Linked DNA regions of Oryctolagus cuniculus: region 2 is linked to region 1. The links are chromatin contacts, called in public Micro-C maps. All regions are on one chromosome and are shown on one strand. Each heading gives the region's core, a stretch centred on a gene start, on an enhancer-like site or on the middle of the called end of the contact. The rest is flanking DNA. Distances are from core to core; before and after follow the strand shown. Region 1 holds the start of COPS2 (COP9 signalosome subunit 2). Region 2 holds the start of FAM227B (family with sequence similarity 227 member B).

Region 1 (3,491 bases), core at 646-3,145:
GCTGCTCCACTTCCAATGCAGCTCCCTGCTAATGAGCCTGGGAATGCAGCAGAAGGTGGCCCAAGTCCTTGGGCCCCTGCATCCATGTTCTAGGCTCCTGGCTTCAGCCTGGCCCAGCACCAGTTGTTGCGGCCATTTGGGGAGATGGAAGATATTTCTGTGTGTGTGTGTATGTGCATGTGTGTAACTCTGCCTTTCAAATAAACAAAAATTCTTCAATTATTTATGATTGAATAAACTTGATGTCAACAAAAGTAAAAAAGAATATCTTAGCTACTCAAAGTATTCAGGAGAGGCTCTGTAAATGAGATAACATTTAAATGGACTCCTAAGGACAGGAAAGATTTCTCCACATTCCCTGTACAAAAAGATTAATTCATTCACATGTTTATTCAATAAGCATTTACTAATACCTATGTACCCAAATAGCATGCTAAGGACTGTGAATGCCTTTTCATTTGCTTTTAACAAATTTCCAAATTGGGCTTAATAAATTTGGCTATGGCCAAGGAAATTATGCTCAAAACTCAGCATCCATTTTCCTAGTGTTCCTAGTCACCAATTTACTTGCATGATCCTTTCCTCATTACAGGAGTAAGGAATTCCAATTAAAAACAGAAAATTATGTAAATAAATTCAATGTGAATCATCACACAGTTTTACACATGGAATCAGTATGTGTTAGTAAAACGGCACCATGTTACTTGTGGCGCCATCTATGCCCCATCTATGTGAGGGTAGGTATTTGGGGCAGCATAAAGTCACCACCTGACTCCCGCATCCCTTATCAGAGTGCCTGAGTTTCAGTCTCCACTGCACTTCCAATTCAACCCCTGCTAATGCACACTCTGACAGGCAGCAGGTCAGGGCTCAAGTACTTGGGCCCCTTCCACCTAAGTGGGAGGCCTGAATTGGGCTGCAGGTTCCTAGCTTTGCCTTACTGCTCTTATAAGAATTATGACACAACATCCAGTGAGTATTAAAAAACCCGACTGTAATTCCTTTTCTTGGATATTTTTTCTAAGAAAAAATAAAATGTCAAAGATATTCACTTAAGAATTGTTTCAAATAGTGCTATTTTTGCAACATGCTGGATGTACAGTAATAATGGATAAATTAGAGCATGCTGCTACATGCAAAGGAGGGATTATTACATAACCATTGAAACAGTAATTGTCAAGAATATATCGGCCCCTGCCTCTACAAAATTGGTGTAAACAGAATCCAAAATTACATCTGGGCCACAACTATGTTTATAGACTAAAAGGAACAAAACCGGACGTTGATATGGAAAAAGCTACCTGTCTGATAAACAGTTTTTCCTCTTATATTTTCTCTTTTTTCTGCTCATGGCTTTGTGCAAGAAAAATGCAACTTTTAAAAATAGGTCGTTAACTATTACCTTAATTTCGTCAAGGCAGTAAAGGTCAGTTTATAACCCAATAAGATTTAAGGCGCCTCAACTGTTGACATACGAGTATACCTACTTTGAGATATCCACTTAATTGTTTCCCCGACTACAAATATAACCAACATTGCGTGTCAACTGTGTTGCTGAAAGGGTCGCGAACCATCACAAAACATCCACCGCAACGTGTGGACCAAATGCATGTAGATAACGGTGGCAAAAATAATACAACCTGTCATACAGCACGGTCATTCTCTGCCTTTTACCCGCGAAAGGCTTCTGGTCCTAGACTGGCTCTTTCTTTGACCAGAATGAGATAGTTCCAGACTCGCAGGCAAAAGAGAACTGTTCCCTCACGCTGGAGGCTGGAAACTGCTCGACCAGCGCGCAAGGTTCCGATTCCCCAGTTGCTATGTTTAGTTGCTAAGGCACCAACCGTCTCGCAGGAAGAGCCGGGTCGTGTGCCTCCTTTTGGCGTCGTAGCTAATCCTCTCGGTGCTGAGCACATTGGTTCCGGGAGGAAACGCAGCTCCTCTAAGAGCCACGGGAAGGCGAAGAGAAGCTGGGAGTGACGCGCTGAGCCGCGGAGGATTGTGGGAGGAGGTTGTCTCCAATTTCTCCTCCCCCTCCCCCCACCCGGCCAAGATGTCTGACATGGAGGATGATTTCATGTGCGATGATGAGGAGGACTACGACCTGGTGAGGCGCAGGGGACGGAATGCTGGGACTGGAGATGGTGTCTGGCTTTCCGGGCCGGGGCTGTGGTGGCCGCGGCCTTTCCCTGTGGAGCATGTGCCCCTTCCAGCTTGTCCCGGTGTAGTGACAGGACGGGTTTACCTCCTCCCCCTTCCCGCACCGGGCCTGGGCCCTGCTTCTCCAGCACGGGGGCAAGAGAGGGTCAGGGAGGCTGCTAAGGGGGTCCCAGGCATTGCGTTCCGAGTCCAGGCGCCTCCTTGGTTTACACGGACGCTCCTGACCGCGGGCCTCCGGTTCTCGCTGCCTCCTGCCTCCTCCCTTCCACGCGAGACGCCTCAGGGACCGTGCAGCGGTCTAGGCCCTGGCTTTGCCCTTTCGGGCCCAGCATTCCGGGCCCTTGTGCTTCACACTTGAACTGAGCAGGTTGTTAAATGCTGGGAGAAGAGTCTGAGAACTGGGGGGCCATCCTGCTGCCAGGCCTGGCCCGGAAACGCTACTTGTGAGTCTCCTGGAGGTAGCGACCTCACAGTCTTGTCCAGGGCCGGTTCTGGTCCCAGGTAGAGGTGCAGTGGACAGGTCAGAACAAGGAGAACTGCAAAAGTTGTTGAACTGTGTGTTCGGTTCTTTAAGGAGAAAAGCTGGGGAGGAGGTGTTGCTGCTGCTGCCGCCTGGCTTGTTGTTTTGGAGGAGGGGTAAGGGGATTGAACCAATGGCTTTTTCCTTAACTTAGGAATTACCCAGTATTCAAAGTTTAAAATATCAACAGGGTAGGAATAAACGGATCTACCTACTTGACTGGTGCTTTTTAAAGATGGAAGGTTTAATTTAAGAATGCGCTTAATAACATTTCTGGTTGCTTTTCAAAAACATTATCTGGGAACCAAGACAAATTATCTTGACCAAAAATTAGCGCCAGCTTTGCTTTGCTGCTTTTTGCCTTTTTTTTTTTTAATTTTTATTTTCATTTTCTTTTAATGTGGGCTGTTTGGTTCTTATGTATTGTAATGATGCTGCATTATCATCAAGTTGTTAAGTAGATTCTTTGGGAAGTGTGTCTCATCTTAACATCTTAGTGCCCGAGATTCTCAAGTTATGAATATATTTGTTTTTAATTTGTATGTAATGTATATTTGTATAGGACAGTCCATAAGTCATCTCAAATTAATCTTTGCATTCTAGAAGAAGGCACATTTTGTAAAAGGAATAGGGAAATGCTTACTGTTACTTGAAAATCATAATAGATTTAGACAATTCTTTAGTTGGAGTTTTGCTAATAGTTATGGTTCTACATTACATTTCCATTTATGCGACCCAAACCAGTTGTAGTGCTGCTCTCAGTTCATTAAGCTTGTATTACTTGTGGGATCTGTGTTATTTTTATTATTAC
Region 2 (3,491 bases), core at 263-2,762, 420 kb before region 1:
TGTTATTCAAAACCTTCAAGGCTTACTTATTAGCATCAAATATGTGTGGGGAAATACAACTGAAGTCCTGGGAGTTAAAAAGACAGAAAACATAAAAAGACTATTCTTAGGGAACTATTAAATAGTTTTAGAACCTTGATGTTACATCCATCATTCTGCAACTTAGGCTAAAAACAAATTTTTATTCCTCTTTCTACCCAATTTCCCCCAAAAACTAACTAAAGACACCAAGCTGCATCAATTTTATCCTGCATAGAACCTTGTATTTTCAGTCTCAAAGTCAGGACAGTGATTCAGTTCCTAATAACTCATGGATGGGTCAGGACACTCTTACAGCTCCTTACCTTTGAGCACTTATTATTGGTTCCACATATTTGACATGGAAAAATACACTTAATTTGGAGGTACCTTTGAGTGAGGCTGTCCCTCCCAGGAGATTCAACTGTGTAACAGCAGAATTCTTTCTTGATCTCACCTATCCCTTAATCTAATGCACTTAGAATTCAACAAACACTAATGAAATCAAAGCCATTTTGCGAAATGACTCTGGTACACACCTTGCTGCTTAAGTACCTGAAAAACTACCTTCGTGGGCTATCTGGAGCCTGGCACAAGTGACAGCCTGGCAAAACATTTTTTGTTTTGTTTTGTTTTGCTTTACAAAACAGCAGAAACCGTTCTTTGCTTTTTAATTCGGTACTAGATAAAATCCACTTCAAATTTTCTTTCTGGAGTATTTTTAAGAACCTAGTGCCATAATATAATCACATCCAACATCCATTGTCTGAAATCTAAGGTATCAGCTACATATATATGATATATAGGACCATATATGACATATATATGACAAATAGGCCCTCCCACAGCACCCACTGATAGGCTGATAGACGACTTGCTTTAGTTTTTTCCTCGTACACTGGACTTCAGTCCTTACATATTGTGATCTTAAACCAGTTCCCAAATTTATTACACTAACTCTGTAGAACTGGCGCCCGAAAAAATGTTAATGTACTTCCTTCCTTATCTACATTCACAAGAAATAATTCAGACACAACAAACAGACTCCGTTGCTTATTATGTAGCCACAATATTAATATTTTAAATACATCGCGTGGCATGCCTATTCCCACAACTGTACTGGACTTCCGAGATGACTGACCCTTCACAAACCACTCCAAAGACAAAAAAAAAAAAAAATGGAGTTTCTAGGAGTCTGAAGGAACACTTTCCTTAGGACAGAAAAATCCGAAAATCACTGTTTAATTTTTTTTTTTGAGGAAAAATCTGTAAGCTTTTTTTCCGAAAGGGCCCGCTAGATCTTACAAACCCAAGAGGCAGGGACCAGGGCTGCCCTCACAGGCGACAACCAGCGCGTCCTCCGCTGGCGCCCTGTTCAGGAGCGTCCACTTCCCGCGGCCGCGCGGCTCGGGCCAGACCGCTGAAGCGGCGCGCAGACCCGCACGGGGGATGGGAGTGGGATTAATCACACCTGCACAGCTCGCGGGTTCTCGCGCAGCTCCACGAGTCTTCCGCCTCCCGAGCCCGAGGCGCGCGCCGGGCCGTGACCGCGCACGGACCGAGCGGAGCGCTTTCCGGGAGACACCCGAGGGAGGAGCTAGGCGGTTGCCGCGGCAAAGGTAACTGACGGGCGGCGGGGCGGGGTTAGACGGGAAGTCCCGCCTCCGCCTCTCTCTCCTCGGGCCCTGTAGCCCTTCTGAGAGACTCTGTGGGAGCCGGGCTTGGGCCGCTGGGGCGAGGCCCTCACCCCGGCCGTCCTGGCGCAGAGCTCGCTCGAGGCTGACTGGGACATCAAAACGGGAACGCGGTGCTGGGAATGCATTCTCAAGGCTTAGTTGCAGTGAGCTGTGAACCAGTGCTGACCCCACTGAACACTGACCATTTTACCAATCCTCGGTGTATTTAAATTGTGAGAACTTGGGTCTGTTACTTTTCTGTATCAAGTGTTTCATGTGCTACGCAGTGCTGAAAGCTACTAGAAAAATCGAAAGATTATACTATGGAGTTTGCCCTTCTGGATATAAAAAGCAGCAAAAGCAAAGTCTTTAACCAGGAATAGTTCACAGCCATTTTCTCTCTTTTTTTTTTAAACTTAAATCTTAAGTTTTATCAAACTAGTTTGCACAGACTAAAAAGTAAATTATATATTTAATTATTAGCGTGTGGGGTTGTTATTTGTAAGGAACCAGTTACTCCAAAATATGTCAGCTTGAAATGACCATTTTATTATATTCGTGAGCTGTATGGTCAGTGGGGCACAATATGTTGGCCTTTTTTATGGTAACAACTGGTGAGCCTAGGCATGCTACCAGAATTCCTGTTTACAACTCCTCCATGTGGCCTGGGCTTCCTCCCAGAATGGCAGTAGCACTGTCAGACTTCAGTTTAGACCCTTGTCTTCAAAAGGAGTATTTAAATAAACAGGGCAGAAACTGCATGTGCTTTTCTGACCTAACCTCAAAAACTAACAGTTTGCTTTAGTCCATTTTTTATTGTCACAGTTTTGAAGGGCCAGGAGCACGCACTGGCTTATTCTTGGCTTTCTTGAGGGTCTCGTGGCAGATGGCATCAGGATATCAGGAGTTCCTACAGCAGAGATAAAGAGACAGGAAGTCATATTTAGCTATTATAACCCACACTTAAAGGAACCAACTAACTTTCTAAGACCAGCATTACCCAGGGCAATGACCAGAATGAACTAATCACTTTCCAGGAGCCCCCACCTCACCCACCACCACCACCACCTCCACCATCCCTTAAAAGTTCCATGGCATCCCAAAATCCACACACTGATGACCAGATGTCCAACATATGACCCCTTGGAGGACACGCTAAGCTACATCCAGACCATAACATGGTGTCAGTTTCTTTAGCTTCTTTCCCTCACAAGTCCTGTCCAGATTTTGGAGAAAGACAAAAGTCCTACTTCTCAAAAGATTAGCAAAGACTTTGTAGCCATTTAGGAAAAAGAAAAAAACTGACAGTGAATTTACTGCTTTAACTGAATTCTCGCAAAAGATCCATTGTGATTGTTGCTAGTCAGATGAAAAAGGTTGACTCAAGACTCATGGATTCAGGTTTATTTTCACTGGTTCTGTAGCCTTCTAGAACTTAGGGTCTGTAACTTCTCTGACAAGATAGAAAGTGTGGTAAATTATACAAGAACCTGTGGAGGTCAGCTCTAAAAATAGTACATAAATTGTGCCACATTCCAGTTCAGAATGTAGTCCCAATACCTCTCACTGTAACTGTAAGGTAGCCTGGAAAATGTAGAGGAATATATATATATATATATATATATATATAGGTGAGTACTATCAATTTGTCACATTCTAGGTTTTAAATTAAACCCCATAGTATTCAAGCCCTTCACTTGGTTCTTCTCACCAAAGGAAAATCCCTTAACAGCTTTTAATATGTCTTCTGTTATTTACTGTTTCTAAATATATTATAATTTCTTGAGTTTTTAAATG

Evidence for each region. Hi-C and Micro-C count contacts between places; a contact is called where the count stands out from the background.
Region 2: a Micro-C map of ear pinna shows a contact between it and region 1, with 15 times the contacts expected there. The contact joins the promoter of FAM227B here to the promoter of COPS2 in region 1. A contact is called at or near these places in 3 of 6 Hi-C or Micro-C datasets (ear pinna, psoas muscle and an unstated tissue).

The regions. Positions count from the first base shown.
Region 1 is chr12:71,967,231-71,970,721 of mOryCun1.1, reverse strand. It overlaps COPS2 (COP9 signalosome subunit 2), which reads left to right and starts at 1,895. Exons shown (of 13, transcript XM_002717813.5): 1 at 1,895-2,107. The coding sequence starts at 2,054. GALK2 (galactokinase 2) reads right to left here and starts at 1,830. Exons shown (of 10, transcript XM_008269030.4): 1 at 1,641-1,830. The coding sequence starts at 1,660.
Region 2 is chr12:72,385,166-72,388,656 of mOryCun1.1, reverse strand. FAM227B (family with sequence similarity 227 member B) reads left to right here and starts at 1,512. Exons shown (of 16, transcript XM_070054161.1): 1 at 1,512-1,637. It overlaps DTWD1 (DTW domain containing 1), which reads right to left and starts at 1,638. Exons shown (of 5, transcript XM_070054164.1): 1 at 1,490-1,638. It also overlaps the pseudogene LOC138844682.